2 separate regions of the Sus scrofa genome follow, and region 1 is linked to region 2. Evidence: chromatin contacts called from public HiChIP or PLAC-seq data. All regions are on one chromosome and are shown on one strand. The core of a region is the stretch at or near the end of the contact, and the rest is flanking DNA. Distances in the headings are between cores, read along the strand shown.

What was found. HiChIP or PLAC-seq counts read pairs in DNA pulled down with a chosen protein or histone mark.
Region 1: a contact with region 2 is called in an H3K27ac HiChIP or PLAC-seq map of alveolar macrophages. The contact joins the promoter of TECPR1 here to the promoter of LOC100516852 in region 2. A contact is called at or near these places in 1 of 5 promoter capture datasets (fetal skeletal muscle) and 1 of 2 datasets of contacts at active chromatin or transcription factors (alveolar macrophages).

The regions. Positions count from the first base shown.
Region 1 is chr3:5,441,630-5,444,426 of Sscrofa11.1, reverse strand. TECPR1 (tectonin beta-propeller repeat-containing protein 1) reads left to right here and starts at 1,474. Exons shown (of 26, transcript XM_021086091.1): 1 at 1,474-1,582.
Region 2 is chr3:5,145,246-5,148,103 of Sscrofa11.1, reverse strand. It overlaps LOC100516852 (radial spoke head 10 homolog B), which reads right to left and starts at 1,438. Exons shown (of 20, transcript XM_021086088.1): 1 at 550-1,438. PMS2 (mismatch repair endonuclease PMS2) reads right to left here. Exons shown (of 14, transcript XM_021086081.1): 14 at 2,470-2,858.

The sequences.
Region 1 (2,797 bases), core at 225-2,724, 300 kb before region 2:
AGAGGAGAAATGGCTACAAAGTATCACAGAGAGAACAGAATCCAGCTCTCTCTACCTCCAGACCAATATTTCTGCCATTAGCAGCCACTCATGTTCTTGCTAATAGTACCCTAATTGTCCTCTGAGGAACCACTCACTTTGTCTGGCTGAGCCTTGGAGCTGTGGGCCTTAGCTCAGGCTGCTACAACAAAAATAGTGCAGACTGGGTGGTTAAACAACAAGTATTGATTTCTCACAATTCTGGAAGCTGACAGCCCCAGAGCAAAAGTCAGCAGTAGATACCGTGTCCAGAGTCTATGCCTCCTGGCATGAAGACAGCCACCCTCTTGCTGCATCCCCATAAGGGGAAGGGGTGTGAGGGCTCCTGTGTCCCAGCTTATGAAGGCACTAGTCTCTTCATGAGGGCACCATTCTCATGACCTGATTACCTCCCAAAGGTCCCGTCTCCAAATACCACCACGTTGGGGGCTAGGATTTCAGTGGGTGAATTCTGGGGGACATGAACATATAATCTATACCACCCACATCTCCAGACTAAGTCAGTCCACAAATGCTGTTCCTCGATTATGCACAAGACTCCATAGAGCCATCCAGGGTGAACCAGAGGCTTCTGCCTTTGCTCCCACTGGAGTCGACCCTGTGGGACTTGCCCACTGTGTCCTCAGAAAGGAGCAAGAACCAGAGAGAATGGGAGGTAATCCTGCTTTTGCCTCTATGTCTGGCTGTGCCAGGCCTTTCATTAATCCCATCTCCTGGTCTTGGCTTTGTCCTCCTTTCTCCATCCCAACTTTGAGAACATCACCACCACCTGCCCCTCTGAGTTGTTGGAGAGATGACGTGAGAAGCTGCCCAGACAACACTTACATCACCGCCTGGCACTCAGCAAGCACTCACATGTTAGTATCATGATATTAGCTACCTCAAAATAGGTTTTCTGGCGCTGGCAACACAAGAGCCTGAAAAGAGGGTGACCTGTTATTGCTACCGCGTCAGGCTGTGGTCACAAAATCACGTTTCCAGGAGTTCTCCCAAAAGGTTAAAGCTTCATGTGTACTCAAGGCGACACTTCAGTTAGATGGAAACCACTTAGACACCAGTTTCCACGCCCAAGATCCGAGAGCCCACAAGCCGGCTCTCCTCCGTCCTCAGTCCCTGCGGCTCCTCGCATCCAGGAACCCCTGGATGCTCCCCCGTCCCTGCCTGCACCCCGAGAACACAGCGCCTGCTCGTGCAGGTGGTCCTGGGGAGCCCGGGTCGGGGGCGGAGTCCTGGTGGGGAGCGGCCTCCTTCCCAGGAGAGCGGGAAGCTGGCCCCTCCACCAAATGCCCCAGCACAACTTCCCCGAGACCCCGGAAGTGGGCGGGCGAGCGACCCGCCGAGACCCTGAAGCCGGCAGGTGACGCAGCTTCTCGCAGCCAATCCCGCGCCTCTGGCCCTTGCGTCACTGCGAGGCCAACCAATGGGAGCGGGCCTGGCTGCCGCTTCCTGCCCACCGGCTCTCCGGCAGCGGGGGAGGGCCTGCCCGCTCTCCCTGCCGCCGAGGAGCAATCGCCGCGAACCTGCCCGCCGGGCGCCGGCCCAGGTGAGTGCAGCGGTGGCCCACGAGGTGGGACGGGCGCCCTGCCCCCCCTCCCCAGGTTGGGGCGGTGCCGGGGGCAGTAGCTGCGTTTGCCCCACGGCGCGGGGAGGTAGGAAGGGGCTGTGCTGGTGCTCTTTCCCGCACTCGCTGCGGGGCGCCACCCCCTGTCCGCCATCCACCTCCCCCGGAACGTGACACCTCCACCAGCCTTTGCGCTGGAGTGACTTGGGAAGTGACTTGGGCTGCTGATCCTCGGGTTCAGAGGATCGAACTGCGAGGAGCCTGTGTGTCCCTCCTCTGGGCAGTGGTGAGAGCAAATCTGCTTGCCGCGGGATTAGCTCAGACAGATGGTCAGGGCCCATCTCTGAGATGCTACTGGTGGCAGGGCAGGGGGCCCACCTGTCGCCCAAGTGCACCGAACCAGAGTGAAACCAGGATGACCGCCCCAATGATGGGAGCTGGGAGTTCATCTTAAGAGCTGCCCCCTCAGGGCACCTCCTGTTCTATAGAATGGGTGGACCTGCTCTCTGGGAAGGACTCGACTGCCATGCATGTTCTGCTCTTTTCTCCCACCTCGATGTCGCCTTACAAAAGCTCCCCACAATTGGCAGGCAGTCAGCCACTTTCGTAGCCAGGGTTTGCTCTGTTTGTGCAGGGGGGAGAATGAGACAGGGTGTGTGATAGAAAAACAGACCAATAGGAAGCCTTGCAGGAAGGAGTCCTAACCGCTGACTGGGAAGTAAACCTTCAGGCTCTCCTGGGAACTGTGTCCCTCCCTCTACCGCACATAACCCTACTCCCCCCACCCCACCTTCCCTTGGGTACCTTTATGTCTCCAGAGGGATCTGTTAAGTAATCTGTGTCGGCAGGCAGCTGGCTCTGCAGGTGGTGAGCAGCCCTTCTAAGCAAAATGACTGAGGGTCCAACTGGAATTCATTGTGCAGAAGTTCTTGGTGAATCAGAGGTTGCTTTCTTGGAAGATGCTGCTGCTGTCCCTTTACCTTTACAAAACAAAGAAATCCTGGGATCTCAGAACCATGGGACTTAATGCTCCATCCTCCTTTTCAGGAGTGCTCTGACCTAGTGACCCAGTGTCCCAGGACAGATTGCTCCATCACCTCACAGCCAGGAAGTGACTTGAGAAGTTGGGACCACATCCTGGCAAGGGCAGAAAGGGGGGGGGCTGACCAAGGATGTTCCCCTCATGTCATCTTTAGC
Region 2 (2,858 bases), core at 189-2,688:
CACTCATAGTTACAATTCGATCTTTATAACCCCAAGGTCATTATCATTCTCCCGCTAGAGCCTGAAAATGTAATCACAAGTATCAAGTCGGGCCAGTTTATAAAAATAATACCATCTCAATACTGCATTAGTTATTTCCTAAATTTTTCTTAACTGGAACCGCGGTCTATCATTTCTTTCCTTCTTATTCTTTTTTTAAATGGCCCCACCTGTGGCCTATAGAAGTTCCCGGGCCAGGAATTGAATCCAAGACCCGCAGAGCTGCAGCCACATCAGATCCTTTAACCAACTGGTCTAGGCTGGGGATCAAACCCACGCCTCTGCAGAAACCCCAGCCGCCGCAGTCATATTCTTAACTCACTGTGCCGCAGAGGAAGTCCCATTTCTTTTCAAATAGTGTTCCAGCGTGCATGCAAAACAGCAACGTAACCCCTAAGGTCTTACATGCTGCCAGCTCATGTAAAAAGCCCATCCCTTCATCAACCACCCCCACGTCAAAGTTCTCGAGAGCTGAATTCAGGCTCCTGGGTTGCCCTTTCCAGCTGTTACCTGATATCCTTCCGCTTCGGGTGTCAAAGAGGAAGAAGAGTAGCAAATAGGCAATTAACAGTCTGATTCTAAGGATGAAATGAGATAATGGACAAAGTCTCTCAGTATGGGACAAGGCGCACAGGCAATAAGACAGTCATTATTTTTTCACTTTCCTGCTTCTGAACCTGAAGTCACGTGCTCCCTACTCTCTAGAACAGCCCTGTGGTCAATAGAGTGCCTCCCATGCCAGACAAGAAACCTGGTGATGGTCATTGCCCAAGGTGGCAGAGCTGAGAGGCTGGGCTCCAAAGCCAGTTTTCCTCACCCTCCACGACCGCCCCCATGGAGACATCCTAGCGCATCTAGCAGGACGCGCGGGTGAGCCCTGGAGGGCAACGCAAGGTCCCTCTCTTCGAGTGCCCGAGGGGTGAAGGGGGCGCCCCATGCCCTCCTCTGCCTGGACGGCGTCCTCTAGGCTTTGCCCTCACCAGCATGGTCCTGCTTCACTCTTCCTTCAAAACCCCATGGCTCTTTCCCGCCCTGCACCCAGATCCCATGACTGTGGGCGAAGGAAGCAGCTCTGCGTCGAAGCTCCTTTGCTAAAGGCTTTCTGGTCCACATCTGAGCTATTCCTAAGGCAAGCTGCGCTTCTCAAGCGTGTTTCCTACTAACTTTTATCTTCTGTCCTCCTTGGTTTGAGTCTCTGTTACCCACCGGTGTACTTCCCTTAGCACAGGAAGGGCATTCTCTGAGCCAGGGAGACCCAGCTTGCTCCTGCCGCTTCCCAAGGCCCTCCCTGCCCACCGCCCACCTGCTCGGGTCCTCAGTGGCTGGACCTGGCCGTCACGTCCTTCCGTCGCGGCGCACACAGGGTCACCGGCCTGGGACCCAGGGACCCCACGCTAACGCTTACCTCTCTGGGGACGCCTGGGGGCTGGGCCGCGCTGGATGGGAGGTGACGCGGGGCAGTGAGGCGTCGGTCCCCGCCGGTCTCCAGGCAACCGCAGGCCCCGCCCCGCCACACCCTTAAAGGGGCCGCAGCGCGTGCTCTGCCCGTCTGATCCAGAAAGGCAATAGAAATCTGGAAGCACCTGACCCGAGTTTTCCCAGCTCTGCTAACTGGCCGCGGTCTCTCTCAGCCTTTATCTTCACAGCATCACAGGAGTAATTCAGGTGCTAGTTCTCCTTTTCCGCCACCAACAAATTAAACTTAGTGGCTTAAAGCAACACAAATTTATCATCTCACACTTAAGTTAGGAGTCCAACAGGACAGGTTCCCTTGGCAGCTCCAGGGGAGAATCTTATTTCCTTACCTTTTCTAATTTCTAGACGCTTCCTTCCTCCATTTTCAAAATCAACAAGATTGACCCCTGGCTCAGCTGGGAAGCGTCTACACTTAAAAGCAATCATGGCCTAAACTGGGCCCACCCAGCCAAACTGGATCCTCACCCCATCTCACCACCCTGCCTGCCCTAGTCGCACCTGCAGAAGTCCGTGGGCCATGGGGCGCACTGAATCAAGGCTTCTGGGATTAGGACAGGCAGTCTCTGGGGAAGGCCTACCTGAAACAAATCTGTTTGCAGCGTTCTTGCCGATCCGAAACAAGGTCCTTGAGACAGGCCCACCAGCACAGTGCCTGCACCAATGGGCATCATCACTACTTGCCTGTCCTTACCTCGAAGGAATTCTGAGTTAGTAAACAGAAGCCCACGGTCTGCGCAGAGCAATGGGGGGGGGGGTCCCCCTACCCAGCGCGCACCAACTGCCATTTGCACCCCACAGAGGGCAGTTTTACTTCCACTCCGGCAGAGTTCAAACGGGACGAGGTTCCATGAAAAACTCTGTCCACAGTCAGGGATTCTTCTAGCTCCAGTACCACTCAGTAACTAGACTGTCTTGCAATTCACACTCTAAGGAAACCAAATCACAGCATCAAAGTTACAGAAAAATCTTTTATTTCCCCTTGCCTACAACAACGGTCTTTGCAACCCTGGCTGCAGCGGGGAACATTTAAGAATAAGGACCCCGCTCCCCCTGGTCAATTCCTTCCAGCTGGACAGAGGATCCCGCTTGAGTTTGCTGGACTGCTTTCTCAACAGTTTTTTCTTTTTATGGCTTCAGCTGCAGCATGTGAACGTTCCTGGGCTAGGGGTTGGGCTATGCCACAGCGACCCCAAACTGCACCTGTGACCTGTGCCATGGCTTGCAGCAATGCCGGATCCTTAAGCCACTGTGGGAAGCCAGAAATCAAACCTGAATTCCTCCCCCACCTCCGCCCAGAAACAATGTCAGGTCCTTAACCCACTGAGCCACAACAGCAACTCCCT